7 separate regions of the Mus musculus genome follow, and regions 1, 2, 3, 4, 5 and 6 are each linked to region 7. Evidence: chromatin contacts called from public ChIA-PET, HiChIP or PLAC-seq and promoter capture Hi-C data. All regions are on one chromosome and are shown on one strand. The core of a region is the stretch at or near the end of the contact, and the rest is flanking DNA. Distances in the headings are between cores, read along the strand shown. Region 1 holds the start of Spocd1 (SPOC domain-containing protein 1). Region 2 overlaps Ptpru (protein tyrosine phosphatase, receptor type, U). Region 3 holds the start of Tinagl1 (tubulointerstitial nephritis antigen-like 1). Region 4 holds the start of Serinc2 (serine incorporator 2). Region 5 overlaps Gm12992 (predicted gene 12992). Region 6 holds the start of Srsf4 (serine and arginine-rich splicing factor 4). Region 7 holds the start of Laptm5 (lysosomal-associated protein transmembrane 5).

The links. Promoter capture Hi-C pulls out the DNA fragments that hold promoters and counts their contacts. ChIA-PET counts read pairs in DNA pulled down with a chosen protein or histone mark. HiChIP or PLAC-seq counts read pairs in DNA pulled down with a chosen protein or histone mark.
Region 1: a contact with region 7 is called in a promoter capture Hi-C map of pre-B cells, with 2.4 times the contacts expected there. The contact joins the promoter of Spocd1 here to the promoter of Laptm5 in region 7. A contact is called at or near these places in 3 of 39 promoter capture datasets (the C10 cell line and pre-B cells).
Region 2: a contact with region 7 is called in an H3K27ac HiChIP or PLAC-seq map of embryonic stem cells, with 7 times the contacts expected there. The contact joins the enhancer-like site here to the promoter of Laptm5 in region 7. A contact is called at or near these places in 6 of 39 promoter capture datasets (3T3-L1-derived adipocytes, cranial neural crest, embryonic stem cells and 2 more), 6 of 115 datasets of contacts at active chromatin or transcription factors (bone marrow-derived macrophages, embryonic basal ganglia, embryonic stem cells and 1 more) and 1 of 9 other capture datasets (pancreatic islet).
Region 3: a contact with region 7 is called in an H3K27ac HiChIP or PLAC-seq map of embryonic stem cells, with 4 times the contacts expected there. The contact joins the promoter of Tinagl1 here to the promoter of Laptm5 in region 7. A contact is called at or near these places in 1 of 39 promoter capture datasets (liver), 2 of 115 datasets of contacts at active chromatin or transcription factors (both in embryonic stem cells) and 1 of 9 other capture datasets (embryonic stem cells).
Region 4: a contact with region 7 is called in an H3K4me3 HiChIP or PLAC-seq map of embryonic stem cells, with 4 times the contacts expected there. The contact joins the promoter of Serinc2 here to the promoter of Laptm5 in region 7. A contact is called at or near these places in 6 of 39 promoter capture datasets (the 3T3-L1 cell line, embryonic stem cells, frontonasal cranial neural crest and 2 more) and 2 of 115 datasets of contacts at active chromatin or transcription factors (both in embryonic stem cells).
Region 5: a promoter capture Hi-C map of the C10 cell line shows a contact between it and region 7, with 6 times the contacts expected there. The contact joins the enhancer-like site here to the promoter of Laptm5 in region 7. A contact is called at or near these places in 5 of 39 promoter capture datasets (3T3-L1-derived adipocytes, the C10 cell line, embryonic stem cells and 1 more) and 5 of 115 datasets of contacts at active chromatin or transcription factors (astrocytes, bone marrow-derived dendritic cells, bone marrow-derived macrophages and 2 more).
Region 6: a contact with region 7 is called in an RNA polymerase II ChIA-PET map of effector CD8 T cells, with 31 read pairs. The contact joins the promoter of Srsf4 here to the promoter of Laptm5 in region 7. A contact is called at or near these places in 9 of 39 promoter capture datasets (the C10 cell line, the HPC-7 cell line, cranial neural crest and 4 more), 10 of 115 datasets of contacts at active chromatin or transcription factors (the 230-238 cell line, T-cell acute lymphoblastic leukemia, bone marrow-derived dendritic cells and 7 more) and 2 of 9 other capture datasets (embryonic stem cells and macrophages).

Annotation. Positions count from the first base shown.
Region 1 is chr4:129,926,967-129,930,452 of GRCm38.p6, forward strand. It overlaps Spocd1 (SPOC domain-containing protein 1), which reads left to right and starts at 1,801. Exons shown (of 15, transcript XM_017320505.1): 1 at 1,801-1,832; 2 at 2,283-3,237. The coding sequence starts at 1,831.
Region 2 is chr4:131,817,939-131,821,677 of GRCm38.p6, forward strand. Ptpru (protein tyrosine phosphatase, receptor type, U) reads right to left here. Exons shown (of 31, transcript NM_001083119.2): 3 at 2,770-3,041; 4 at 2,244-2,325; 5 at 2,024-2,139; 6 at 1,591-1,765; 7 at 856-1,149. Among named protein-coding and RNA genes, the nearest start is that of Ptpru, 18 kb to the right of the region's middle. Within about 2 kb of position 1,288, at least 6 of the 459 cell types and tissues checked have an H3K27ac peak or open chromatin away from gene starts, as enhancers often do. A contact at or near this core is called in embryonic stem cells, where this site is marked.
Region 3 is chr4:130,172,654-130,176,607 of GRCm38.p6, forward strand. Tinagl1 (tubulointerstitial nephritis antigen-like 1) reads right to left here and starts at 2,149. Exons shown (of 12, transcript NM_001168333.1): 1 at 2,070-2,149; 2 at 1,240-1,554; 3 at 279-342. The coding sequence starts at 1,546. It overlaps Gm52490 (a long non-coding RNA gene), which reads left to right and starts at 669. Exons shown (of 3, transcript XR_003955116.1): 1 at 669-718; 2 at 1,059-1,118.
Region 4 is chr4:130,274,275-130,277,758 of GRCm38.p6, forward strand. It overlaps Serinc2 (serine incorporator 2), which reads right to left and starts at 1,312. Exons shown (of 10, transcript NM_172702.3): 1 at 1,184-1,312. The coding sequence starts at 1,222. Gm34957 (a long non-coding RNA gene) reads left to right here. Exons shown (of 2, transcript XR_376686.3): 1 at 1-1,660.
Region 5 is chr4:131,903,310-131,907,069 of GRCm38.p6, forward strand. Gm12992 (predicted gene 12992) reads right to left here. Exons shown (of 5, transcript NR_102393.1): 5 at 1-52. It also overlaps the pseudogene Gm12978. Among named protein-coding and RNA genes, the nearest start is that of Gm12992, 15 kb to the right of the region's middle. Within about 2 kb of position 1,367, at least 2 of the 459 cell types and tissues checked have an H3K27ac peak or open chromatin away from gene starts, as enhancers often do.
Region 6 is chr4:131,872,389-131,876,355 of GRCm38.p6, forward strand. Srsf4 (serine and arginine-rich splicing factor 4) reads left to right here and starts at 1,251. Exons shown (of 6, transcript NM_020587.2): 1 at 1,251-1,482. The coding sequence starts at 1,376.
Region 7 is chr4:130,911,945-130,915,436 of GRCm38.p6, forward strand. It overlaps Laptm5 (lysosomal-associated protein transmembrane 5), which reads left to right and starts at 1,372. Exons shown (of 8, transcript NM_010686.4): 1 at 1,372-1,490. The coding sequence starts at 1,404. It overlaps Gm38599 (a long non-coding RNA gene), which reads right to left and starts at 1,948. Exons shown (of 5, transcript XR_001784452.2): 1 at 1,831-1,948.

The DNA of each region.
Region 1 (3,486 bases), core at 551-3,050, 980 kb before region 7:
ATGCACGGAGATTCTAGAAATATATACATTTGCACCTTTATTTCTTCCCAAGCTGGAAATTACGCTGAAATAAATAAGCTTTTAAGACAAACATTATCCTTGAGTTCCATACTTTAAAAAAAAAAGTATTTTTCGAATGCTTCTTAAAAAGTGGTTTTGAAATATCTAAAGCAGGAATTTAGACACATAAATCCACAATAGTAATGTGAGATTTAAAAATACCCCACGGACATGGGGTATTTTTAACACATGACTGATATTTAAAAATACCCACTGAGGGCCTGGAGATGTGGCTCAATGGGCAGAGTGGTTACCCACCATGCCCGAAACCCTAGCTCCATCCCTAGCATGGCATAAACCACTGTGGTAGTCCACACCTGTGATCCCAGCACCCTGGAAGTGAGAAGATTAAGGCTCCCATTGGTTACTTACTGATTTCTAGGCCAGTCTGAGATTCATGAGGCCAAATCAAATCAAAATTCATAAGAGAGAGAAAGCAATTGACATATTAATTAGATGAAAGATATTTTCAAATATTGCTTCCATTCTCCCATTCCAGTGTGCCTTCCTGCTCTCTTGGGAAGAGGTGAGGTGGAAGTGGCTTCCCAGAATCCCTTGCAACTGGTATTTTATTTGTTGTATCTATTTAATTCGGGGCAGGGTCTTATACACCCAGGCTGGCCTCTGAATTCAAAGGCAGAGGGTGGTGCTGGGCAGACTTCACATTTTACTTTGCTTCTCTCTCTCTCTCTCTCTCTCTCTCTCTCTCTCTCTCTCTCTCTCTCTCTCTCTCTCTGTCTCTCTCTCTTTCCCTTCCTTCTCCCTCCTCCTCCTATTTATTTATTTATTTATTTATTTATTTATTTATTTATTTATTTGTCGTTTTTTTTTTGAGACAGGGTTTCTCTTGTATAGCCCTGGCTGTTCTGGAACTCACTTTGTAGACGAGGCTGGCCTGGAACTCAGAAATCCGCTTGCCTCTGCCTCCCGAGTGCTGGGATTAAAGGTATGGGCCACCATGCCCAATACATTCAATTTTTAAAAATTAAAAAATATTCAAAAACTAAAAACTGGGTGGAGGGGGGAAAGAATAGTAAATAAAGTCACCACATGTGGGATCAATAACTAATTAATCATAAATTATAATATATATAATCAACAACTAATTATACTATTAACAATAAATATAAATAATTAATAGATTAATGGATTATTAAGTGCCATATCACTTGGTTTTTAAATTTTAAGAGCCAAGTGATATGTGCATGGGAGTGTCACCCATAGCTATGAAATCAGGCAAACAAAATCGACCACAAAGAAAAACCCCAAAGTTCCACAGAGTAGAGGGTTGAGAAATGAGAGGAAGTTTAAACTTTTCTATTTCTTGACGTTCTATTCGACTAGAAGGCACATGTGTGTCTAGATATATTGTATGCCAGACAATATTAAAATATCTAATTAGGAAAAATAATCAGATTTGAGTTTAACAATCCCCAGGGGTTTCAGACACCTCCTCCACTCTGTTTACAATCTTAGGCAGCTTTCGGCATCCGGGGGGTCTGCGATTCCTTTGCCCACGCACCCCGCACCCCGCCCGGTCGCGTGGAGGCAGAATGATTGGCACCTCCTCCCAGAAGCCCTCGGCAGGGAGCGAGCGCCTCCTGCTGGACAAGAACGCCAGCACCCCTAGGGAGCCGTTGCTGGGCACCACCAGGTCCTGCCTCCCACCCCTTGGATCCAGGACCATCTTCTCCGCATCACGTGCTTCTTCCCTCAACCCCCCCCCCCGGCCCCCCAGGAGTAGAAGGAGAAGGAGCTGTAGCAGCTCAGATGTAAGCGGTTGGAGCTTTAGGTCGGAGGTCCTAGTGCGTTCAGGGACTGGCTTGATTCAGAGTCCTGTTTATAGGAGTGGGGTATAGATAGGGCTGAGATTTCTGCTCCGTGTGGAGCTGGCTTTTGCATTTCTGGGAGAATCTCCTCTTTTCTGCTCTCTGTGTGCTTTTGGGCAGTCTCTGAACCAGCTAGGGTGAAGCGAGATACCTCATTTCACAGTGTCACTGATAAGTAGTGACTTTTACCCTTTTTCATTTAAGCAGAAAGCTTAAAGGGTAAAAAAGCTCTTGGGAAGCTCAGAGGAGTGGCCCTATCTGGATAGCTTCCCTTCTGCAGACTAGTGCGAGGAGTGGGGGTCGGGGGAGGGAGCATGTCTAGGAGGTGAGTTGGCAAGCCGGGGAGGACTACCCAGTCAGGCTTTCCCTGAGACCTCCCTCTTTTCCACATAGGCCTGTTGACAAGTTTTTAGCCAGGGCTGGTGGACAGAGGACATTGTCTAGGTTCCAGGACTCTCTGTGTGACTTCTTGGCTACTGGAAGCTCCAGAAGTCTTTGTGGTACATCACTGGACTTCCCAGATAGAGTACTGGTCTGTACAGAGGGGCCAGCAGGAATGGAAGAGGCCAGCAGCCCCAGCTTTAGACAAGCCACCACTGTCGAAGGAATGGTTTCCCCAGAGGATCCTACACTCAGCAAAGAGGGGCTCAGTGCAAAGGGCCCGCCCCCATCTCCAGTCCTGCCCCCTTTCCGAAGGAAATGCAGGAAGTGTGGAATCTGTCCCCAGGAGGAGGAAAAGTCAGGTTTTTCCCTGAGGTTTGGTCAAAGACCAGATGGGGACCCTCCCGAGTGTGCTTCTCCAGAGGCCTTTGCAGGTCCCCCAAGGCTTCTTTCTTCTAAGGACACTGAGCCTGGAGAGCCAGGTGGAAGTTGGGTGGAATGTGCTGTAGAAACCGAGGTTGAAAACATGCTCTTTTCTAAGGATGGGGTTGCGCCAGACAGCCTTGATCACCTTTTTGAATTCCCAGGGCTCTTTGGAGGCGAGCCCCTTAGTCTGGTCACCCAGGAGCCTCTTCAGAGTCCAGCACTGTACCCAGAGGTGCTGACTGAGGATTCTACAGATCAGCAGGAAGTACAGCCCGCGTTTGTGGTTGGCAGCCCTGGCACTCCACCTGACCCGGTGGGGCCAGAGGACAAGGCCCAGTCAGGGTCCAGGATGGAGCTGGAACAAGGACTTTCTGCCCCAGCCAATTCCTGTGCTAGCTCCCCAGAGCCCTTGGGTGGGCTCGATGGTGCACCCCTAGAGCAGAGAAGACCTACACATGTGAAGAAGCGGCCTTGGACAAGTCCAGATGACTCAAGCCAGGATCACGCAGAGGGAGCCAGTAAAAAGGATTTTCCCAGACTGGTAAGTTGAAGCTGATAGTTTAGGGTAGGATGGCTGGGTGTGGCACTTAACAGAAGTAAACTCCAGTGTCTCTTATTGAGCGTCTTCTCTCGGACTTGTTCTGTTTGGTTTGTTGGGGACTGAACCCAGGGCCTCACACACGCTAAACAGACACTCTATGACTAAACCGCATCCCCCAAGCCCCTTTTATTTTGATATGGGGTTCTCACTAAGTTGCCTAGGCTGGCTTTGAACTCACTGTAGCCTACA
Region 2 (3,739 bases), core at 38-2,537, 910 kb after region 7:
CATTATTTTTCAGCTGCACATCTGGCTTGGGGAAGGGGGCACACATCTGGAAGTCAGAGGACATCTTCTGAGAATGGGTTCTCGCCTTCCACCCTGTGAGTCTCCATACTGACTGGGTTGGCAGCAAGCACCTTTTACCAACTGAGCCATCTTGCCAGCCTCAGATGTCAATCTTCATTGTAAAATTAAACCATAGTTATCTAAAATGGAACTGCTGTGGAAAACATTATAGAGTAAGGAGGACCCGCACATGAATCTACATCGAGAATCTACATTTCTCACTAAGAAAATTCTAGAAACAGCAGCACACTGACATCACAGAGAACCCTGTCCGTTTCTCTTATTAGTCTTCTGGGTGCAGGTGCATCGGGGTCCTTAGCAACAGCTACTTTATCCTCCGAAACAAGGGAGAACTGACTTCTGACTCAATGCCAGATCCAAGGAATCCAGCCAAAATCCATCACACACAATTTTTAATTGATAGGGTTTAAGGATTGTTACCCAGCCAGTTAAGAGTTCTGGTCCCATCTCTGCCGCTTACTGGCTTTGTGTTCTTTGCCCAGTCGCCTAACATCTCTGTCTCAGTCACCTCATCTGTGAAGTAGGTATGACAACAACCTATCACAGGGCTCTGGTAAGTTTCGTGGTTTGTTTTCTTGGTCTGTCTTTTTGTTTTGTTTTGGTTGGCGGGGGTGGTATTGTCTTTTTGTCTCTTTTGTTTATCTGGTTTTATTTTTTTGAGACAAGCTATGGAGAAATAGCCCAAGCTATTTTATCTATGTGTCAATAAATGTGTGTGTGTGTGTGTCGGGAGGCCTTGCTGCCTCTGTGGAAGAAGGCCGTCCTGCCACTCACCTGCGCACTTGGTCCGGCTGATCAGTGGTGGCCCAGGGCGGCCTGTGCCTCCATCTCCCGGGCGTGTGAGCAGCACGCTGATTTCATACTCAGTGTCTGGGTCCAGATGCCACAGCTTGTAGGTCTGCAGGTTGACAGCGTGCACCTCGGCCCACGGGCCCCGTGCCATGCGGTACTCGATCTCCTTGCGCACGATCGGCCCGTCGCCAATGATGGAGTTGGTGTTGAGCTGGATAATGAGGTAGGTGGGGCCTGCACGCAGCAGCTGTGGGGGCGCGATGGGGGTGGGAGGCTCTGCGACGATATGCAGAAGAGGAGGAGCCTACTAATGCCACCATGTGGCCCTAGAACTCCATAACTCAGCCACGCCCACTCCGAACTCCCAAGTTTAGGCCTGGGGGATCCCAGCACACTCGCTGGGTTAGCACCTGGAAGGCGCATAGGAATTTAGGCCCGGGCTCCCTGTATCCTTCTCTCACGCGGCCAGCCCATCCCTCTGCCTGGCAACACTGTTCAGGTCACAGCTAGAAAATACCTCTAAAACCTAATCCTCCCCTATCACGAGACTCTCTCTTTCCTCCCAGGTCCCTCGAGCTGCTATCAAGCGTTCGGCTAAATCTGCTGTGCGACCTCCCAACAAGTCCTCCAAGGAGCTAGCTCCATGCACACCTCTACACGGACTCCGCCCTATCCTCTCCCCACCAGACGGGCCTTCCTCAAGGCCAATCGGCTGACCTTTGACGATGAGCTCTGCAAAGTTGGAGACGCCAGCACCACGCGGGGCCTGGGACACGCAACGGTACAGATCCTGCTCTGAGCGGCCTACCGAGGCCAGCGGAAAAGTGGCCAGGAAGCGACGGTGGCTGATGTGCCGCACCCCGGCCGCAGGCACCAGCACTCCACTCTGACGCTGAAGAGAAAAAAGAGAGTTAGGAAGCAGTGTACTTGAGTCCCTACTATCCCCTGAGCATTTGAGGATCCTGGAACTGGCCTCCATCCCAGAGTTAAGGGGATGCTAGCTGGCAGAGCACAGCCTAGGGGAGGCAAGACACTGTGTATATAGGTGTATATAGATGCTGGCATATGAAGGGAGGACCCAAAACCCCAAAAGGGTACCAAGCCAAGGAGGCAAAAGGTCCTTGGAGCCAAGTCTCTGTGGGACGCTCACCTGCAGGAAGAAGTGTTCTGCCTCTGCGGCTCTGCCTGCTGCCATGCATTGGAAGGATGCGTTCTGGCCTGCATTGACCTCCACGTCCCCAAGGCGGGAGAAGTGAGGGGCCTTTGCTGTGGGAAAACAGGCAGAGCCCCAGCATGAGCTGGGCCTGCATGCCCTGCAGGCAGGAGCCAAGGCTACCCTCATCCTTATGTCTGAGTGGACTGGGACTCACCGCAGGGATAGCTGAAGAGCAAGATGTCGTCTAAGCCTATGTAGCCCTTGTGGTCTGGGGAGATGAGGGCCTCAAACAGCACCTGAGGGAATAGGAGGCCAGTTGCCAAAGCGACATCCCTCCTGACCAGCTTGGCCCCAACCCGACCTCTCTCCACCATCCAATGCCAACCCAGCTCACACAGAGCCTTACTACCATGCCAGCTGGTTCAGGGCTGTGGGCAGAGAAAATAAAATCACAGTCAAGGCTAGAAGTTTCATCCCTACTCTTGACAACTCCCTCAAAGCAGCAGATTCATCTAGTCGGACAGAATCTCCATTTGAGTCCTGTTCCAATTCACCCTCAATAGTGGCCATCCTATTAACAATGACCTCTGACTCTGTACCCACACTGATGCAGTCGAACTCCAAACTCAACGCCAGATTGACTCCTGATGCTGAACAGCCTAGTCTGACGTCAGGGGTGGCCTGCCCCTGCCCTTACCTCCAAGCCCCAGCAAGCTGACCACTGACTAAACCCAGCCCACCTGATACTCATTGGGCCAGAAGGTGCTGACAGCCAGCTCAGCCTGGTGCCACTGACGGCCGTGGGATCCGGTCATATTCCACACGGCACTGCCCAGAGGGCCCCCATTCACGCGCACGTAGACCCCCAGGGTGCCTGGGCTGTGCCCATCCCTGCTGTACAGGAAGTAGCTGAACTGCACACAATGGGTGTCGTTCTCGCTCAGGGTCTGGAAGATGATGTGGGCCCTCTGACCTGGGGCATGCTGAGAAGCATTGACCATCAAGTAGGCACCTGCAGAGAGAAAAAGAAAAGATGGGAGGCCAAGGGAAGCCAGGGTCACACTCTGGAAAGGACAGAGATGAAGCAGCCACCGGGAATGAAGGGTTTGGGCTCTCGAGTTCTGTTTCCCAAAGGAGAAGGCTAGGACAAGAAAAACACAAACTCAACCTTGTCAGAACCCACGAGGCCCCTCACCACCCACAAGTCACCACTCTCCCTAGCCCTGTATCGGGTCACATATCACAGGGCCGGTCCCCTGAGGTCACCGATTCCAAAGCTTCACTCGCTCCTCCACCCCAACCCCCACCAACACACCGCGCGCGCGCTCGCCTCTGGCTCTGATCATTCATAAAGCCCATGGCAGCCTTGCTACCAGCCTGTCATGCCTCAGGCCTTTGCTCTGTCTTCACACACACAGGCTCCTGAGCCTGGAGCTTGATGAATATGTAGGACAGACTGAATGAAAGGATTAACCTCCCTTCCCGCCCACACCAGGTTCCTACACAAACACCCCACGTTCCAACCAGAAGATCCTGTCCTCGATGTGTGATGGAGAAGGTGGGGAGTGTCTCAGAGCCTGGCTGGGGATCAGGCTTTCCTTGGGGTGAGGGCGATGCAGATGCCAAGGAGGAGCCCAAAGCCACCCTTGCAGAGCAGCCGCTGGCACCGCCTTCTCCTAGACTTGGCTGAGAGCACATTCTGAGCCTGCT
Region 3 (3,954 bases), core at 899-3,398, 740 kb before region 7:
GGTGGCCAGCCCAAACCAGGAGGAGTGGAGAAAAACTTCTGGCTTAGGTGTGGCCCCCAGCCAACCTAACGATGGCTGACCACTCCCAGGCTTGTGACTAGAATCTTATTATATGAGATGGCGTGGTCAGTTTGAAAGTTTCCACATTACAGATGAAAACACTTGAGGCCCAGAGAACAAAAAGAACTCATCCCTGGGAAATGGGTGATAGGGGTTGGGGCCAAGTCTGTTTGCCACATAGCGATCAAATTGAGTCCACCCCAATCTCTCACACTCACCATCGATTGCAGTTGTCCCAGTAGGTTCCGAAGACTGGGTAGATCCGGCCCCCATGCATGCACCCTACCAGAGGGAGAGAAGGAAAGAAGAAATGGCTAAATCCTCGAGGATTTTTTTTTCAGTGTTGCTTGAAAGAGTCAAGTAAGACTACACGAGGGACTTCAGGAGGAGCAGCCCCAAACCTCCCGAGCTGGTGGTAATCACACACCAATCCCAGCCCAACGAAATCTAGAGACAAACTACATCCCAAACTACATCCTAGAACATCCACGGGTTCCCACACAGGGTGCCACACACAAGCTGTTCAAGGACTCCGTTTGGGTCCATGTCGTTTCACCTGGATGCCAGCCATGACATTCCTGGTACCCTTTGTCACTCAAATGAGTTGGGACTTGCCCATGGGCATGGAAGGAGCTTTAGGAAAGAAACTGAAGCCCAGGTAAGGCAAGCAACTCCTTTTAAAAGGCCCAGCATTTTGATATAAAGCAACTAAGGCATGGGTTTTCCTTAGCCCAAAGCCCAGCAGGGTTTGGGATGCGACAGGAAGGACTTCCGTAGTTCTCCTACTGGGACAGGGAAAGGACACGTGCAGGCCATTCTCAGAGGTGCTGAATCCTAAGTGAGGTCTCTGGCTATGACAACCTGGCTGGGCCCTTCGTGCTCTATCAGCCTCAGGATGAGTCAGCAGGTGGGGCTGCCACCTTCCCCATACTGACTGAGAGATAGTGCTGGAGCCTGTCTGCCCTGCCCTAGGGCCTAACAGGACTATTTTTTTTCAGTGTTGCTTGAAAGAGTCAAGTAAGACCACACGAGGGACTTCCAGAGGGGCAGGAAACAGGGTGAGGATTTCTTTTCTACATTTTTCAAAGCCTGGAAATACCCATTATCAGCCTTGTTCCTGAGCCTCGTTGGGACTGGGAGTGACAAGGTGGCCGCTCTGCTGGCCATCTCGGTGCCCACCTTGGACGGGAGGGAAGGGGGGTGGAATCCCGAGGCAGAAGTCCCAGAAGTCGGGGCAGCAGTCAGAGACGGTGCGGTTGCAGAAGAGGTCACAGTAACAGGTGGCTCCCAGGTAGGGCAGGGCACACTCGTCAGCACGGCCTCGACAGCACATGTCCTGCTCTTGGCAGTATCTGCCACCGGCGTCCCGGATGCCCCGCAGGTGCAGCCCTGGCGCCAGCTCCCTGCGCCAACGACTCCGCCGGGCCTCCAGGGCAGCCTGGCCAGCCAGCAGCAGCAAGAGCAGCCCCAGCCAACATCCCCACATGGTGCCTCCTAGACCCGAGGAGAACAGAGGTCAGGGGTCAGAGGTGTTGGCTTCTGGAGACTCCCTAACAAACGTCAAGGGTGGGTCTCCCTTCACACGTCCTGGAGCTTTCCTAGGAGGCTCAGCAAAGCGGGGAACCCTGACTCCCGAGTCTCCGGGAGGGAAAAGACAGCACTAGATGTCAGTCCACTCATGGGACAAGAAGTAGACCCCCCTCCCTGACCTGTTTAGGGACTGTCATGGACAAGGAAATGGGACCTTGACATTTCCAACACGCATTCTCCTCTCCTGCCCTTGGTCCCTCTACCTCTCTGACGCATCTGAGTTGGATTGTTGACTCTGTGTTTCCTCCTTATGCATGCCCCCGCCCTTCTGTCCTTGTGTCCCTCTGACCCTCTGCTCTGCGTCCCTCTGACCCTCTCCTCTGTGCCTCTCTGCCCTGGGTCCTTCTCCCTCAGTGTGCCCCCTCCTCGCTGCTCCTTCTCTCAACACCCTCTACCCTCTGATCAGGGAGAGTCCCTACCTGGTGAGGGGTGTGGGCTGGACCCAGGCTGCCCTGCGCGCCTCCGCCTCCAAGCTCGAGACTGCCAGACCGAGTCAAGTGAGGAGCGCAGGGCGGGACGCTTTTTGTACCGCCCTGCCGGCAGCACCCGCCCCAACCCCGGACTGTGGGAGGGGAGGGCGGGGCCCACTTGTAGGTACCTGGAGTAGCCCTTAGCTCCGAGGGAACGGCTTAAGGACAATGTGTACGCGACTGTCCTCCTTGAGGGATCTCTTGTCAATGGAACCCTCTTCTTAGGGAGCAGAACTGCAACTCACGGAGAAAGAATTGTGGACTGATAGTAGGAAGGACTTTCCCAGCGATTTTACGAAGCTGAAAACGTGAACAGAAGCGGGCGAGGAGGCAGCTACGATCAGAGTTCAGGACTTGATAGGGACCAAGAGCTAGGGGCAAAAATCTCTAACCCCCCCCCCCAACCCGGCCCTCCAGGAAGAAAAATAGCCAGGCACATCCTTGACCCAGTGACCCTGGGCTGGGGGCCACTCCAAGCCACAGCAGCTCCCAGGAATGACAGGAATTCCCAAGGGATGATTCAGGAAGCTGCCTAGGCTCACGGAGCTCCGGGCAGCTCCTCCCCAGGAGGTGGGTGCGGTGCGGAGTCTGAGCTTACCCAGCCGCCCCTTGTGGGGTCTGCCCTCCCCCAGTGATGGGCACCTTGCCCAACACTGCCCCCTCCACCAGGCCCAAGGGCATCCTTCTTGGCCCAAGGTCCCGTGGCGGGCCCCACATCAAGGGCCCTGGCAGCTGGGGCCCCCTGCAGAGCCCCTTTCCGTTTCTGGTCTAACCTTTGCCTTGCCCTCACACAATGGGGCTTCTGTCCCTTGAGGCCTTCCGGCTGTCACTTTGTGCCTCCCCATTGTGCAAGCTCCTTCTTCCAACAGATTGGGCCCAGGGCCAGAGGACTCTCTAGGTGGAGGAAGGACACCACACCTAGACAGTTATCCTAGCCTTCTCTGGGGCAAGCAGGAGCGCGGGGATTCTCTTAGTTCTCCGAGACACCTCCCCTTAGCTGTCACTCTCTGCAGAGAGCAGTCAGTACAAGGGATTCTTGTGACCGAGCTACCCCCTGCTGTGAGGCAAGGGTGGTGAGGCACCAGGGGGTGCGGAAGCACCCAACATACAGACCTATCCATTCGTACTCTGAAAGGATCTGAGAGCACGAAGCCTAAAAGATAAACTGAGGCTCAAGAGAACAGACAAGGTCTGGATGCAGCTTCCTTGATAGAGTGCTTGCTTAGCGTGTACAGAGCCCTGAGTTCGTGTTTAGCATCGTATAAAAACTGTGGGGCTGGTGAGAATGGCTCAGTGGGCAATGGGGCTTGCCACTATACTGACGACCTGAGTTCAGCCTCTGGAATCTAGACGATGGAGAGAGAGAATAGAGTCCACAAAGCCATCCTCATAAGTCTAATGCACACAGACTGTATGTGTGCACGCATGCACATACACACCACACACACACACACACACACACACACACACACACACACACACACTTGTGCTGTAGCACATGTCAGTATTCCCAGCACTCAGGAACTGGAGGCAGAAGGATCAGAAGTTCAGGTGTGTAGCCTGTTCAAAGCCACCTTATGCTATGTGAAACCAGGAAGTGGGCGTGGCGGGGGGTGGGGGGCAGGGCACAAGTGAGTGCAGACTTATCCAAGGTTCCACAGCCAGAACACAGGCTACCCAGTGTATTCTCTCTCCTGAGGCACCCTTAGTCATATGACAGGTCTCAAGATCCTGCTGGCTGGGAAGCCCCCCCTTTCCTATTCAATCTCGATTCATCAAATCGAAAGGCAGATAGATCCCTCAGAACTGCCAACATCATCTCCCCTGGGAGGAG
Region 4 (3,484 bases), core at 62-2,561, 640 kb before region 7:
CAAGAGAGGACAAGAGCTGTGTCCAGGGACCCACGCCACTGCCTCCCCAGACTGAGCTCACTCTCAGAAAATGGCTACAAAGAAAACCTCTAGATGCGCAGCTCTCTCCTGGGCACCCGCTCCTAACACGCACACAAATCAGGGACAAAGGATGCAAGTCCTGAACGAACCTTCCTACAGCAGCCAGCCGCGGGAGCCCTCTCCGCCCCTCTTTGTGTGGGGCCAGAAGGGGAGGGAGCTGTCTGAAAGAGCCTCAGATTTAATGAGGGGAAGAAGGAAAAGAAAGGGGGCTGGGGAAGTGGGGGCCTCCCGGCCGGTTATGGCCGGCCGGGTCCCCTCCCCTGTGCTGGTTGCTGCCCCAAAACAGAGCTGGCCTCCCGCCTGGTCCCCAACAGTGGCGACCAGGTGGACACACGCAACCTCCCTCAATTTCTGGATCTTTCCAAATCCAAAGTTTGGCACAGGTAGTCAGTGACAACCGACACCAACCTCGCTCAAGAGCGGGATGGGGGGGGGGGGGCTCCTGCCCACCCTTCTTACCCAACCCCCATCTCCTTTCCAGCTCGAGCTGGAGGGAAAGGGTCCAGCGCTTGCAGGGGGGGTGCCCTAGAGTGAGCGGGCCAGACTGCGCGCCGAAAGAGGATGCAGACGGAGCTGGTTACGACGACGTTCAGACAGACAGACAGTGCCCGAATCCTAGAGAAGTGAACGGGACAAACACAAAAGAACAGACTAAGCCAGGCGACAGGGGCAGACAGAATGACAGACGCTCTGCCAGAAAGACAGTAAGCTCAGCGGGGCCGGGACCCTACCAGTTACACAAAGAGTCCCGCGCCCTGGAGAGAGACGCGCCACGCAACCTGGGGGTGCTCTGAGCTGGGGAGCGCGCAATGGCCGCGGGGCTCCCCGCACCCGCTGCCGGCCTCAGTATCCCGGTTCTCGGAGTGACGGCGCCAAAGGCGCCCGGCCGCGCCCCACCCCTCCCCCGCGGTCACCCGAGCCGCGACACCAGCTGTCCAGCGCACCGCGGCCGAAGCGGAGCAGCTGGGGGATGAGGATAAGAAGGGCATCGGTGGGGCCTCTGAAAGGCAAGTTTGGAGGAAGCAAAAAGAAGAAAGTACTTGGAGGAAGAAGGTAGAGAAAAAGTGAGCGGGGCCGCGGCAGGGACGAGGTGGGCACTCACGCAGCTGAGCAGGGAGCAGGCCCCGAGACAGGCCCCCATGGCGGTGAGGGGCGCGGGGCTCGGGGCACCGGCCTCGGATCCCGGATCCGGTGGGACTCCAGGCGCTTGGCTGGCCCCACCCCAAACCCATCCCCGCCCCAGCCCCGCCCCACCTGCCGAAGCCGCTCGTCACTTTCCGGCGACGCTCGGGGCCTCCTAGGACTCACCTGGGACAGGTACTGGCGCCAGACATTTCCTAAAGAGGTTGAGATGGGGAAAGTCCAGCAACGACAGGGGCACAGCCCAACTCAACTCTGAGCTAGGATTGTCTGCTGAACCAAAGCGAGGATTTGGAAATACATCTGGATTTGAACTTCATAGGAGCCATTGTGTGACCGACCCCAAATACTGTCATTGTTAGAGGAAGTAAGAGGTGGTCTTCCCTGATGCCCTTGGATCTTGGCGGAAAACCTCGGCCCAATCTATGGGTGCTCAATGGTAAATTACTAGGCAAGGGGGTGGGGGGATGGTAATGTAGCTGAGTCGGTAGAGTGTTTCCAGAGAATTCATGAAGTCCTAGGTTTGATCCACATAAAACTGGGCATGGTGGCTCTCGCCTGTAACCCAGCACTCAGGAGGCAGGAATCACAAATTCAAAATTATCTTTGGCTGCATAGCCAGATCTAGGTCAGCCTGGGTTACATGGGATCCTGCCTACGGAAAGAAAGAAGAGAAGGACAGACAGAGGGAGGATAAGGGAGGCTACTTTGCTTCTCTGAGTCTCAGTTTCCCCTATTGAAACTAAAGGTGCTAACCTCATGGGGCTGTTAGAACACACAGCAACTGCTCCATGAATAAAAGCCTGTGTCATTCCCATCCCTGTTAAGGCCCCAGATTCGTACTTGTTTAGACCCTCTCCTCTCCATCCACCTTGTCTTCAAACTCTGGACCTGTCTTGGATCACACACACACACACACACACACACACACACACACACACACGAGAGAGAGAGAGAGAGAGAGAGAGAGAGAGAGAGAGAGAGAGAGAAACACAGATAGATATACAGAGAGAGAGAGACAAATACACACACACACACACACACACACACACACTGCTCAGCACTCCACACACACACATATACACATAAGAGAGACAGACAGACAGACAGAGATACACACAGGCACACACACTCACTGCTCAGCACTGCACACAGAGAGACAGAGACAGAGGCAGATAGACATACACACAGAAAGAGACACATACACACAGAGAGAGACACATACAGAGACACACACACACACACTCTGTTCAGCACTCCTCACTCCCTATCTGTGTACAGCCATGACCTCCTAGCTAAGGAGGTCACTGGGTGAGAGGGCATCCTGGCAGGTCATCCCCAGGATCGGGTGTGAGGCGCAGCAGCAGAGTTCTGTAATTATGGTAGCTCACCCCAGCCTTCTCCCCCACCAACTCTAGACCAGATAATGTTAGGGAAGGAAGTCCATAGGTTTGGCTGGCCGCAGGGGCCAAAGATCCGGCCTAACTGCTTCCCCGAGTGATTCATACAGCACCTGGCTGAGCTGGTAATTGTGCCAGGGCTGTTCCGCAAATACCCTGCACTTTCCCTCCTCCACACGTCAGCCCACCTGGTGCCTTCCTCCTGAAAGTCCTTCTCCTTGTCCACCTGTGGTGCCTTCAAAGCTTTGCCCACATCCCACATCTTCTAGATGAAGAGAACCAGATCCTCCAGCCCAGGACCCAGCCTGACTGGAAATGAACCTCGGCCCACTTCCCTGGCACATCTACAACAGCAGACCTCACATATAATTCAACTTAGTGGAGCGCAAGCAAGAGCCCCACACTCTTTCATGGCACCGTTTGAGTCCGTGTTTGTCCCAAAAAAGACTCATTCCCTGACCCAATTCACACATGAGGAAAACGGAGGTTTGTGTTATTGGTAAACTTAGCACTGACCAAAGGCTGGTTGTGGTCACAGAAATCGCTGCTATTGCTGCTAGGAGGCCATTAAGGGTGGCCCTGACTTCAGATCCCCAAAGCCTGTCCTTAGCCATTCATACCTCTCTTGGAAAGTAGAAGAGATTGAAAACAATCTCTTCTCTCTCTCTCTCTCTCTCTCTCTCTCTCTCTCTCTCTCTCTCTCACACACACACACACACACACACACACACACACACACACCAATTCACCTCTGGCTGTACCCTCAATGCACAAGGAGGAGACGCAGCAAGGCAGGATGCTTGCATGGATATGTGAGCTGCTTCCTCATTCCACTGTGACAACATCCTGACCCAATGGCCCCG
Region 5 (3,760 bases), core at 117-2,616, 990 kb after region 7:
TTGCATCATACATGTGATGTTCCATCAATCCTGGAGGGCTCCTCACTTTACCCTGTAAGAATGGGGATGTGGACATTTTATATTTCCATTTAGTTTTTTGTATGAATGTTTTGTTTTGGGGGGAATTTTTTTGTTTGTATTTTTTTTCTTGTTTTTTTGTTTTCGAGACAGGGTTTCTCTGTATAGCCCTGGCTGTCCTGGAACTCACTTTGTAGACCAGGCTGGCCTCGAACTCAGAGATCCGCCTGCCTCTGCCTCCTGAGTGCCGGGATTAAAGGTGTGCGCCACCACGCCTGGCTGATGATTTTTTTTTTTTTTTAAAGAAGAGTTTATTTTATGTATATGACTACACTGTAGCTGTCTTCAGACACACCAAAAGAGGGCATCAGATGATTGTGAGCCACCATGTGGTTGCTGGGAATTGAACTCAGGACCTCTGGAAGAGCAGTCAGTGCTCTTAACCACTGAGCCACCTCTCCAGCCCTGTATGGCTTGTGTGTGCCTGGTGCTACAGAGGCCAGGACCTCCCTGAAACAGGAGTTACAGGTGATAGTGAGGCACACGGGCTGGGTACTGAACCCAGATCCTTGGTAAGAGCAGCAAGTTCTTTGAACTATCTCTGCAACTCCTAATTTTTTGTTAAAAATTCATATATTTAACTCATAACTTTTCCATCTCACAATGTAAGCTTTGTTCCTGTTTGGCTTTGTTTAAAAGCCAAAAAGTTACATTTCTCCAGTGAGCTCTGTGGTGGACATTGGGAATTTTTAGTCATGGATTCTAACTGCTGATCTTTTGGGGCAACCATATGAAAATTCTGTATGCACCCAGGTCCCTGGTGGTGGGCTCTCCTGGCATTCTCATAACAGGAAGCTCTGAATAAAGACGCCCAAGCAAGATGTGAGGTGCCCTCTGTCTGCAGTGGAAGACACAGACGCTCACGGACATTAACAACATCTCAGAATCTGTCGTCGGCCCTGTTGCAGCCAGGGAAGCTTCATGCAGCAGCATTGCGTGCAGAGAAAGACCTGCTCTCCAGCCCTGATCCTATGGAGTGGGTATGCATGGGTGTCCGTAGATAAAGAGGAAAGCCTAAAGGTGGAGTGCTTCAGCCAGCGCGGCCCGTGGCAAGTGAAGGCTGTAGAGCTACTCTGGTTCTCCTGTAAGATGCTCATCTGTGATAGTTACATAAAGACGTGACGTCACAGCAAGTGAGAGTTAACAATTGAGATTCGAGTCCTCAAGTCAAGCAGGATTGCCGTAGGACTGAATGTGCGTTCCTTCAAAAGACCTGGGGCTGGCAAGATGGCACAGTGGGTTAGGATGCCTGTGTGCATTTTCGTTCAATCTCCAGATTTCCACAAGGTGGCAGGCCAGAGTCCGCTCTCAAGAGCTGTCCTCGGGTCACATGCACCAAGCTGCATGCACACTCCTGCACTCAACCCTTTTCTAAGTTCTAAATTACTGGATAGCAATGGCTCACACCTGTAATCCCCCCACTTGAAAGGAAAAGGCAGGCAGGTCTGAGACCTTGTCTTAAAGATAAGAAGAGTACAACATGATCAGATGACCCTGCTGTGCATAGTTTATTACATTTACTAGTTTTGTGTGAGGAGAATCACTTCTCCCCTCCACGTTGAGCCGTGTGGGCTGAACCTCAGTCACACTACTTGGCAGCGGGTGGTTTAGCCCACCGAGCCATCTCTTTGCTTGCTAGGGAGATTTTAATTGCCCTGAAGATTTAATAGAAAGCCTGCCCAGTAGTCCAGCTGGCCAAGCCCAGGTCACCCACAATGGCAACAACAGGGCAAAGCTTGTCCTCATCTCAGTGGTGAGACTTGTGCTCATGACTCCCTAACCCCAAATATGCAATGAGGATTGACACTGCAGTCTGCTCTGTCGTGCTGAGCTCACACATGCCTTTTTCCATACCAGGCCTCTGCTCCCCACCGCCCCACGGGGGTTAGAGAATGGGAAACAAACAGCACTGACACGCTATTCCAACACTAGGTCCCATAGTGTATGAAGGTAGTCAGGGTGGATTGAAAAGGCAAAACCCAGCTATGTGTTATTTATAAGAATCCTATATTCTATAAACCATAGAAGCTGGGGTGTGCAATTAAAAATACTGGCCTGGCATGTGTGGGCCCTGGGCTTGTTCCTCCTTACCATAATGTAGATTATTGAAACAGACGCTGAATGTAGGGATGGTGGTATGGGAGTGAGTTGACAAGCTAGGGGCTGGGCATCATGGGCAGCCCTTTAATCCTACTACTGGGACAGTGGAGGCAAGCAGATCTCTGAGTCCAGCCTGGTCTACACAGTATGTTCCAGGCCAGCTAGGGGTATGTAGTGGATCCAACTGGATCTGACATTTTAAAAAAAGACTTCATCCAGGGCTGGAAGGAAGGGCTCAGCAGGTAAGAGTACGTATTGCTCTTGTAAAGGAATTTGGTTCCCAGCATCTCAGTCTGCAGTTAAGTGCACCAGCTGCTCTTTCAAAGGACCCAGGTTTGCTTGCCAACACTCACCGCATATAACAATCTATAAAGCTAATTCCAGGGACCCATCCCTCCCTCCTGGCCACTGTACACTTACACATTAGCAGTTCTCAACTTGTGGGTCATGAACTCCTTGGGAGTTGGCTTAAGACCCTCAGAAAACATAATTTACATTATGGTTCATAATTAGCAATCCTTGAGTTGTGAAGTAGCAAAAAAAGTTATGGGGTCACCACAGCATGAGGAACTTGTTAAAGGGTCGCAGTATTAGGAAGGTTGAGAGCCACCAGTATACATACATGTGCCCCAGAAAAACACTCATACACAAAAATATAATCATTTAAAAATAATTCTCCTGACTTACTGGAATATTCATAAATATGGACTATAAAAGATGAATAGAAATCATGAAAGGTTGCTGGAGAGACTGACTGGTTGGCAATTAAGAAAGAATACTGGCTGCTCTTGTAGAGGACTGGGTTCAATTCCCAGCACCCACATGGTGGCTCACAACCATCTGCAACTCCAGTTCCAGGAGATCTAATGCCCAGTTTTGACTTTCATGGGCACCAGGCACACAAGTGATGCACAGATATACATGAAGGTAAAACAGCCATACACGCACAAGTGTTTAAATCATGGAAGAGGCCAGTCAGTGAGTCAAGGCCTGACAATCCTGAGTTCGCACCTTGGAGTCACATGGTGAAGGGAGAGAACGGATTAGTGCACACTGTCACTTGACCTTCACAATACGAGTCCACAGGACAGCTCAGATTACAGAAATGAGCCACCAGGTCCAGAGGGACCTTGAGGGAAGAGGCTGGGAGTGTACCTAAGTGGGTGGTGTGTTTACACTTGCATGACGTCCTGGCTCAGATCCCAGCACTGCATAAAGCACTGGGCATGACGAGCATGCTGTGATCCCAACAGAGACCACTTCCAATTCCTTGAGGCAAATGGAACTACAACTTAACAAAATAGATGACACCCAGCCAAAGTGAATTATAATATTTTATAATATTGAAGCAGTATAAGACAAGAACAGGGGGCTGGTGAGATGGCTCAGTGGTTAAGAGTGCCCACTGCTCTTCCAAAGGTCCCGAGTTCAAATTCCAGCAACCACATGGTAGCTCACAACCATCCGTAACGAAATCTGATGTCCTCTTCTGGAGTGTCTGAAGACAGCTACAGTGTACTTACATATAATAAATAAATGAATCTTTAAAAAAAAAAAAAAAAAGACAAGATCGGGATAGTGG
Region 6 (3,967 bases), core at 1-2,500, 960 kb after region 7:
AAGGAATACTTAAGAAACTGCCTCTAGAAAGGAAAGCAGAAGATGCAGAAGAGAAAACTTTACCCAGCACATCAGTTAAAGTGGAAATGCAGTAAAGAGACTAAACCCCTCAGTGATTCCTGGGCAAAGCTGAAAAGGAACCTTTCATTACTGAGCACCCACATGCCCCAGCACAGTTCATTACATTTGGTTATTTTGGCAATACACTGGACATCTATAGATTATAATCTTGCAGGTTAGAAATTTTTTCTGAGCTGGCAGAGATGGGGTACACCTTTAACTCTAGCACTTGGGAAGCAGGCAGGTTTGAAGCCAGCCTGGTCCACAGAGGGAGTTCCGGGACAGCCGGGGATATACAGAAAAACCCTTTCTCAAAATGAATAAACAAAAAAAGAAAATAGTAATTTTCTGTCGTGCTTAATCTAACTACAAGGCACTAAACTGAACGGACATAGTTTGGCACATGCTTTTAATCCCAGCCAATAGGCAGACAGGCAAAGTTTCAGGCCAGCCTGGTCTACAGGGCTATTTCTAGGACAGTCAGAACTTTTTTGTTTAAGGATTTATTTTATGTGTATGAGTACAGTGTAGCTGTTTTTAGACAGACACCCTAGAAGAGGGCATCCGATTCCCATTACAGATGGTTGTGAGCCACCATGTGGTTGCTGGCAATTGAACTCAGGACCTCTGGCAGTCAGTGCTTTAAAAAATAAAAATTAAATCTGAGATGTAACTCAGAGATAGGGCACTTGTTAACATCCGTATGGCCCTGAGTTCGATCCACAACACCGCAAAATAATACCGAACCAATTATTGGAACACTTTTACATACCTAGTATCGACACTGTAGAGACAACCCTGAAAGTACAAGGAAGATAAAAGAGACTCAAAGATCCGAGAGAAAGGAAAATGGGCCCAAGGTCATGGATCCACTAACTTCCCACAGGGACGTTTACCGAAAACCACCCCAAAACAGAAAGTCTACCAGAGCAAAGGACAAAGGCGGGAACACCCGCTCGGCGCGCACCCGCGCAGGCACTTCCGGGGGAAGTGCCGCTGCCACGGCGAGCTCGCGAGAGGACGTGCTGCAGCTGTCGCTCACTCGGCCAGGTCCCGCCCCGCGCCGGCGCGCCTCCAGTAAAGCCCCGCCCCCGCCCCTGACCAGGCGGGAAGCGGGCGCGCGCTCCCTCCCGTTCCCCTCCGCCGGGGGGGGGGGGGTAGGGAGACGGGGGCGCGCGTTCTCGAGCTGCGTGCTCGCGTACGTCGCCGGGCTTCGGCTGCGTCCGTCCCGCCGCCCGCCCGTTACCGCCGCCGCCGCGTTTTCCCTTCGCCGGCCGCCGCCTGAGGGGGGCCGGGGCCAGCTGCCGCCGCCGGAATGCCGCGGGTGTACATCGGCCGCCTGAGCTACCAGGCCCGGGAGCGCGATGTGGAGCGCTTCTTTAAGGGCTACGGGAAGATCCTGGAGGTGGATCTGAAGAACGGGTGAGGAGGGCGGCGGAGGGGCCGGCCGGGGGGCTGACAGGGCCGCGGCTGTGGCTAGGAGGCCGCGGGGACGCGAGCGCGGCGCTCGCTGGGCGCTAAGCCGCCGCCGGCCTCCTCCGCTCCGCCATGGCGGCGGTGCCTCGGGGGCGCGGGTAGGCCCGGCTCCCACTGCGCCTGCGCGGGCGGGGGTGGTGGCGGGATAATGGGGACGGAGGCCCGGGTTAGACTGGGGCTCCGGGCGCCGGGGAGGCCTGGGTTTCCGTCGCTGGACTATGGGTCCGAGGCGGCCCTTTCCCGCTCTGGGGCTGCCAGGAGCAGATGAGGGTTCCGGCCCTCTTCTCCCCGTTCCCCAGCCTGACCGGCCAGAGGCTTCCCGGCGTGTGTTTCTGAGGACTGGAGCTCTGGCTTTTTCGCGTGCCACACTTTGGGCGGGAGACACTAGTTTTTGTAGTGCAGTGACAGTTTCGAAAGTACTGGCTTGCCGCGCTTCAAGCCTTGACCGCTCCCTTTCCGAGAGTAAATTAAAGTCCTAGCTCGTTATCTTGGGGAGTCCTTACAGAGTTTTCCACGTTGTGGTTTCGGCTCTCCAACTTGCCGGAAAATGATTGCTGTCGTAGGATTTTTTGAGTGGGTAAGGGCCATCCTGGCCAGGTCTGCGTCGGCTGCTGGTGCAAGTGGAGACACATCTCCAAATTGCCTACTTAACAGCTTTCCCCGTACAATCTGGGCTTGTATTTCTAATCTGCTTTGGCGAAGCAAGGCTAGCAGGGACTACCAGGTTCGGGGAAAACGGGTGAGTTGTCATGCCTAGAGATTGTACGAGCATCTTTTGCTTGGGAGCTGAGAATTATTAGGTAGGACTTGAAAGGCATTAAGCACCGGAACGGCGTCGGAAGCACTAAACCTTGGGTGTTAGGGGAACCCTTGGTTTTTGCTGTGTTTATTTCTTGCCTGTTTTGTTTTTTTCGACTTTGTGTTTGGTCCAATGAGACCAGTAGTAATTGACATTTGAGAAGACATACACTTTAGTATGAATGGCAAATGAACCAGCAGGTTCTCAAAGCTGTCTAGATTTCGAATAATTGACACTTAAAAGACTCTCCTTGCTGAGAACAAGACTTCGATAAAATGTTTATGAATCCTGGATTCGATTCACAAAGACAATTTCTCATTTTTGTTCTTACAGAGCGAACCAGCTGGCATGAGAGTATTGTTTTTGTGATATTTAACCTTACATGTGAGAGATTAACCGACCCCCCTTACCCCCTCCCTTTTGTAGGGGAAAAACAAGGGGTTTGGAAGACAGATAAGTCTGAGTCAAACCTTGCTCCTCAATTTAAGTTTCTTTGAGCAAGTGACTTAGTTTCTCTGAACCTGTTTTCTCATTCATAAAAAGGAAGGTCAGGTAGAAAAAGTATAAAGCTTTCGCCATCCTCTGTAATAGAGTCATTAAGCAGCATCTTAGCCCCTTAGTGTTTGCTAGCAGTATATTTGGTGAGGTCTCTTTTCTCAAGGAGTGGGTGAGTGTTGAAAAAGGTAGTAGGGCAAAACTGATCACTTGCTCGGGTTACTAATGCGCCAACAGGATCCCCTGCACTGCAACAGCTGCACTGCAGGAATTGAGGAAGGAGACAGAACAGTTTCTGACTAACCTGCTGTGACTGACATGCCTTTTGAGTCAAGGAATGCTTGTTCTCACTTAAAACTCAGACAACTAAAATGTAGGATAGTTTACTAAAATTGATTTTCTTTTTCTATTATTTTTACTTTTATGTGCATTGATGTTTTGCTTGCGTGTATGTCTGTGTGAGGGTCTCAGATCCCCTGGAACTGGAGTTGAAGACCGTTGTGAGCTGCCATTGGTTGCTGGGAATTGAACCCAGGTCCTCTGGAAGAGCAGCCAGTGCTCTTAACCACTGAGCCATCTCTCCAGCCCAGAATAGATTTTTCTTAAAATGAGCTTTGAAGTATGGATTTACTAGGACTTGAAATGAAGAAAGAGAAATGTCCAGAAATATGTTATGTTGGAATTGGTGAAGAAGTGGTCCAGTAAGGACCAACTCTTAACAGTCTAGCTGTTAAGACCTAGAAATTTAACACCAGACCAGAAACAACTATTAAAGGTTTTACACTAGGGGATTGGAGAGATGGCTCCATCATTAGAGTCACTGGCTGTGTTCCCAGAGGACCTGGGTTCAATTCTCAGCACCCACATGGGAGCACACAATTGTGTCTCCATCCAGTCCTGGGGAATTTGACACTTTCTGTCCTCCAGCACTAGGCAGGCTTGTGGTAAACAGTTAAACATGCAGGCAGAACCTCCAGACACATAAAATAAATTTAAGAGAATAAAAGTAAAGATAAATAGTAAAAAAAAATTTAAAGGAGTTTTACACTAAATTTTAAATCATGAATAGAATTCAAAGACTCTTGAAGGAAACATGGAACAACTCAGGGAATCTAAGAGGACAGACACTCTCAGAAC
Region 7 (3,492 bases), core at 122-2,621:
CCACAGGTCTGAGCAAGGGCTTCTTGTCCCTTCCTTTATTGCAGCGTGGGTCATTTATCCCCTGAGACATCAGGGAAGAGTCTTAAGTCAGGGAAGAGTCTCAAACTTACTAATTCCAACGTTTCTTAGAGAGTGGGGAAGAACGCACAATCCCAGGTTTCTGTCTCGAGGGACCCTGCAAAGCGGGTTCGGCCAGGGGTCTCCCAGATCTCCTCCAGGGGTTACAGACCACAAGAGAAAGAGCCTATTACAGGGGCCTGGTACACACTCATGCCTATGGCTTCCCATGTGACAATTCTTCAGAGCCCAGAGTGAGGAGGAGATGGAGATGTGTGAGAAGCCCAGCTTCAGGGAGGGCCTCTAGGGCAGCGGTTCTCAACCTTCCTGGTGCTGTGGTCCTTTAACACAGTTAGTTCCTCATGCTGTGGTGATCCCCACCCATAAAATTATGTTTTGTTGCTACCTCATAACTGTAATTTTACTTCTGCTATGAGTTGTAATGTAAATATCTGATATCCAGAATATCTGATATGTGACTCCCATGAAAGGGTCGGCCGACCCCTGGACAGGTTATGATCCACAGGTTGAGAATTACTACTCTAGAGGCAGTTGGCCTCCGTTCCAGTTCCCACTCCTTTTTAGACTATCTTGGTGACTGCAAGGGAGAAATGGCTTCATCCTGTGCCTCAGTTTTTTCATCTGTGCAATGGGGATAAGAATAGCACCTCCTCCTGGGAAGTGACAGTATTCGCCTTTAATCCCAACACTTGGTAGGGAGAAGCAGGCAGATCTCTATAAGTTTGAGGCCAGCCTGCTCTACAGAGTGAGTTCCAGGACAGCCAGGGCTCTACAAAGAAACCCTGCCCCCCCCCTCCCCCCGCAAACCAAACCAAATCAGACCAGACCAAACCAAACCAAACCAAACCAAACCAAACCAACAGTCCCTCCCTGGAACAGCCCAGGTAAGGAGCTAAGCTTCACAGGATCTCGAAGGAGCAGTTTACTGACAGCTACTGTTTTTACAACCAGACACATTTGAGTTTGAATCCTTCCATTAGAACTACTGTTTGATTAGGGACAGATTTCCATATCGGATTCTTTTTCTAGAAAAGGGCTTCTAGGGCGGTGTTCAGCATCCAGGAAGCAGAGTGCATATAAATGCGGAGCCCAGCCCTGGTGAAGCATTGGAGCCCCTGGGAGTGGTAGATGCCTCAGTCGGGCTCCCTGTGACCCCCCCCCCCCTTCCCTCCCCTGCAGCTGCTACAACCCAGACTTACAGACCTGGCCCCTACCGTCTGAGGGCAAGGCGGAAGTGAGGCAGGCAGCCTGTGGCTTCCTCTTTTTTGTTCTGCTGTGGGCCCAAGACTCCTTACTCAGAGCCTCCGAAGAGGGGACTGCGCACCATGGCCTCCCGTGCAGCGCCGGTCAGACAGACATGCTGTTGTTTCAACATCCGAGTCGCCACCATAGCCCTGGCCATTTACCACATAGTGAGTATTGGGGAGTCTGGGGTGTTTGGTGTGTGTGTGTGTGTGTGTGTGTGTGTGTGTGTGTGTGTGTGCGTGAGGACACACTGAGACCTTCCAACTGGGGGATTGCTACCTATTACTTGTCTGTGGGACCCTGGACAAGCCCTGTGCTACTCTGGGCCTTAGTAGTTCCCTGTGGAGTTGAACAGAATAGTGCCCTTTTGGTTGTGGCTGTGCAAAGAGAAAGGCAGGCTGGCAACGGGGAGGAGTGCAGGTTGGGATTGTTCCAGGATGCCAAGCTCCACACAGGCCCGGGTGTAGGGCTTTCTGGGCCCTTTCCTAGTCTGGGGTCTGGGTTTACCTTTGGACTTCTACTGGGAACCAGCGACTGCTTCCTCTCAGCTCACAGCTCAGTCAAGCTGCCACCTTCTCCCTTCAAGGATGGCTTAAGCTTTGTGGCTGGGGAACTGCTTGGGGGTGGTGGGGGGCAGCCAGCATGTCACAGTGGCTGTCATTGTCACAGTGTGACCCCAGGTCCAGTCTTAGTGACCAGGGATAAGGCTCTCCCTTTGGAGTGGCCTAAAGTTGGAGTCTCTGTTCTCTTCTGCTGGGATTTACCCCTCACCCCCTGCCCCTGGCCACACTTAGCTCTCTGAGGCCCAAACATTTCTTGGCTTCAGTGACTCAGACAGAACCTGTGGCTAACAGCTCTCCTGGGCCTGGAAGAGCTTCCTCAAAATCAACCTAAATCCGTAGGCTGCTGCGCAGAGCCTGGTGACATCTGCTTCCGGCCACAGGCCGTGTGGCACCAGGCAGTGGTACAAACCAGTTCTGTCCTGAAGCTCTTGTGTGCACCTCCCTGCCCCCCTCCCCCATTCCCAGCCTTTGCTGTGCAGTCTCACATGACTTGTTGAACCTCTCTGAGCCTGTTTCTTTAGATCAAAACAGAAGATGAGGATGATAAGAGCTGTGTGTTGGGTGGCTGTGTGGGTGAAGTTGATATCTATAAAGCATGAGGGACATGTGCAACATGGTCCCCTGCCTTTCCATGAGTGTGTCTTGACCCACCTGTCCACCGAAAGCAGGGGTTCTCAACCTTCCTAATGTTGCGACTCTTAAATACGGTCCCTCACGTTGTGGTGACCCCACCCTCCCCAACCGTAACATTATTTTCATTGCTACTTCATAACCATAATTTTACTACTGTTATGAATCATAATGTAAATATATTTTTAGATAAAGAGTTGTCAAAAAGGTCTCAACCCATAGGTTGAGAACCACTGTTCTAGGGCCTGGCATGGGGGATGGGGAGACTCAGAGTCTGTCCTGTACAGCCTCAGCCAGCACAGGAGCTGAGAGGGGCGGTGGCACTCTGTCTCGGCATCAATTCTTTCAGATTGTCATTGCTGAGATAGCACACCATTCTGGGAAGGACGTGACAAGGGTCCTTATGCCAGCTCTGCCAGAGCCAGCTGTTTGAGCTCCTGGGAAAACCCGGCTTGGGGCTTGCTTCCCTATCTAAAGTGGAGACCAGGGGCTGTGGATGGGATCTTTGAACTTAGACGTTTGCAGTATGCTGGAGGTGGGGGTGGGTCACTAAGTGGCTTCAGTGGGGTGGAGGGGCTTGCGGTCGCTGGAACCCTTGCTCCATCTGCTCTGGTGGCTCTGCTCCTGTCTTGCAGAGAAATGTTTCCTGTCTGATTGGCTGGCATCTCAGAAGAGCATAAACATATTAAAAAGTAAATAAACCTGGCAGGCTGCATCGTGCAACCATTGGGTTTTCTTTTTATTCATGCGGTCTAAGCACCTCAGCTGTGGGTGCATGAGTGATGTCCCGTTTCCATAAAGATCAGGACACTGTGGGTCAAGCGATCAGGGAAGGCTTCCTGGAGTGAGTGTCACAGGTGGGGATACTGTAGTGTGGGAGGGGGAGTGTGGATGAGGAGCTGGTGTGCCCGAGGTATGCCAGGTTCCGGACCCTACTGAGACAGTTGGTGGGGGGAGGAAGTGACTTTGTGTGAAG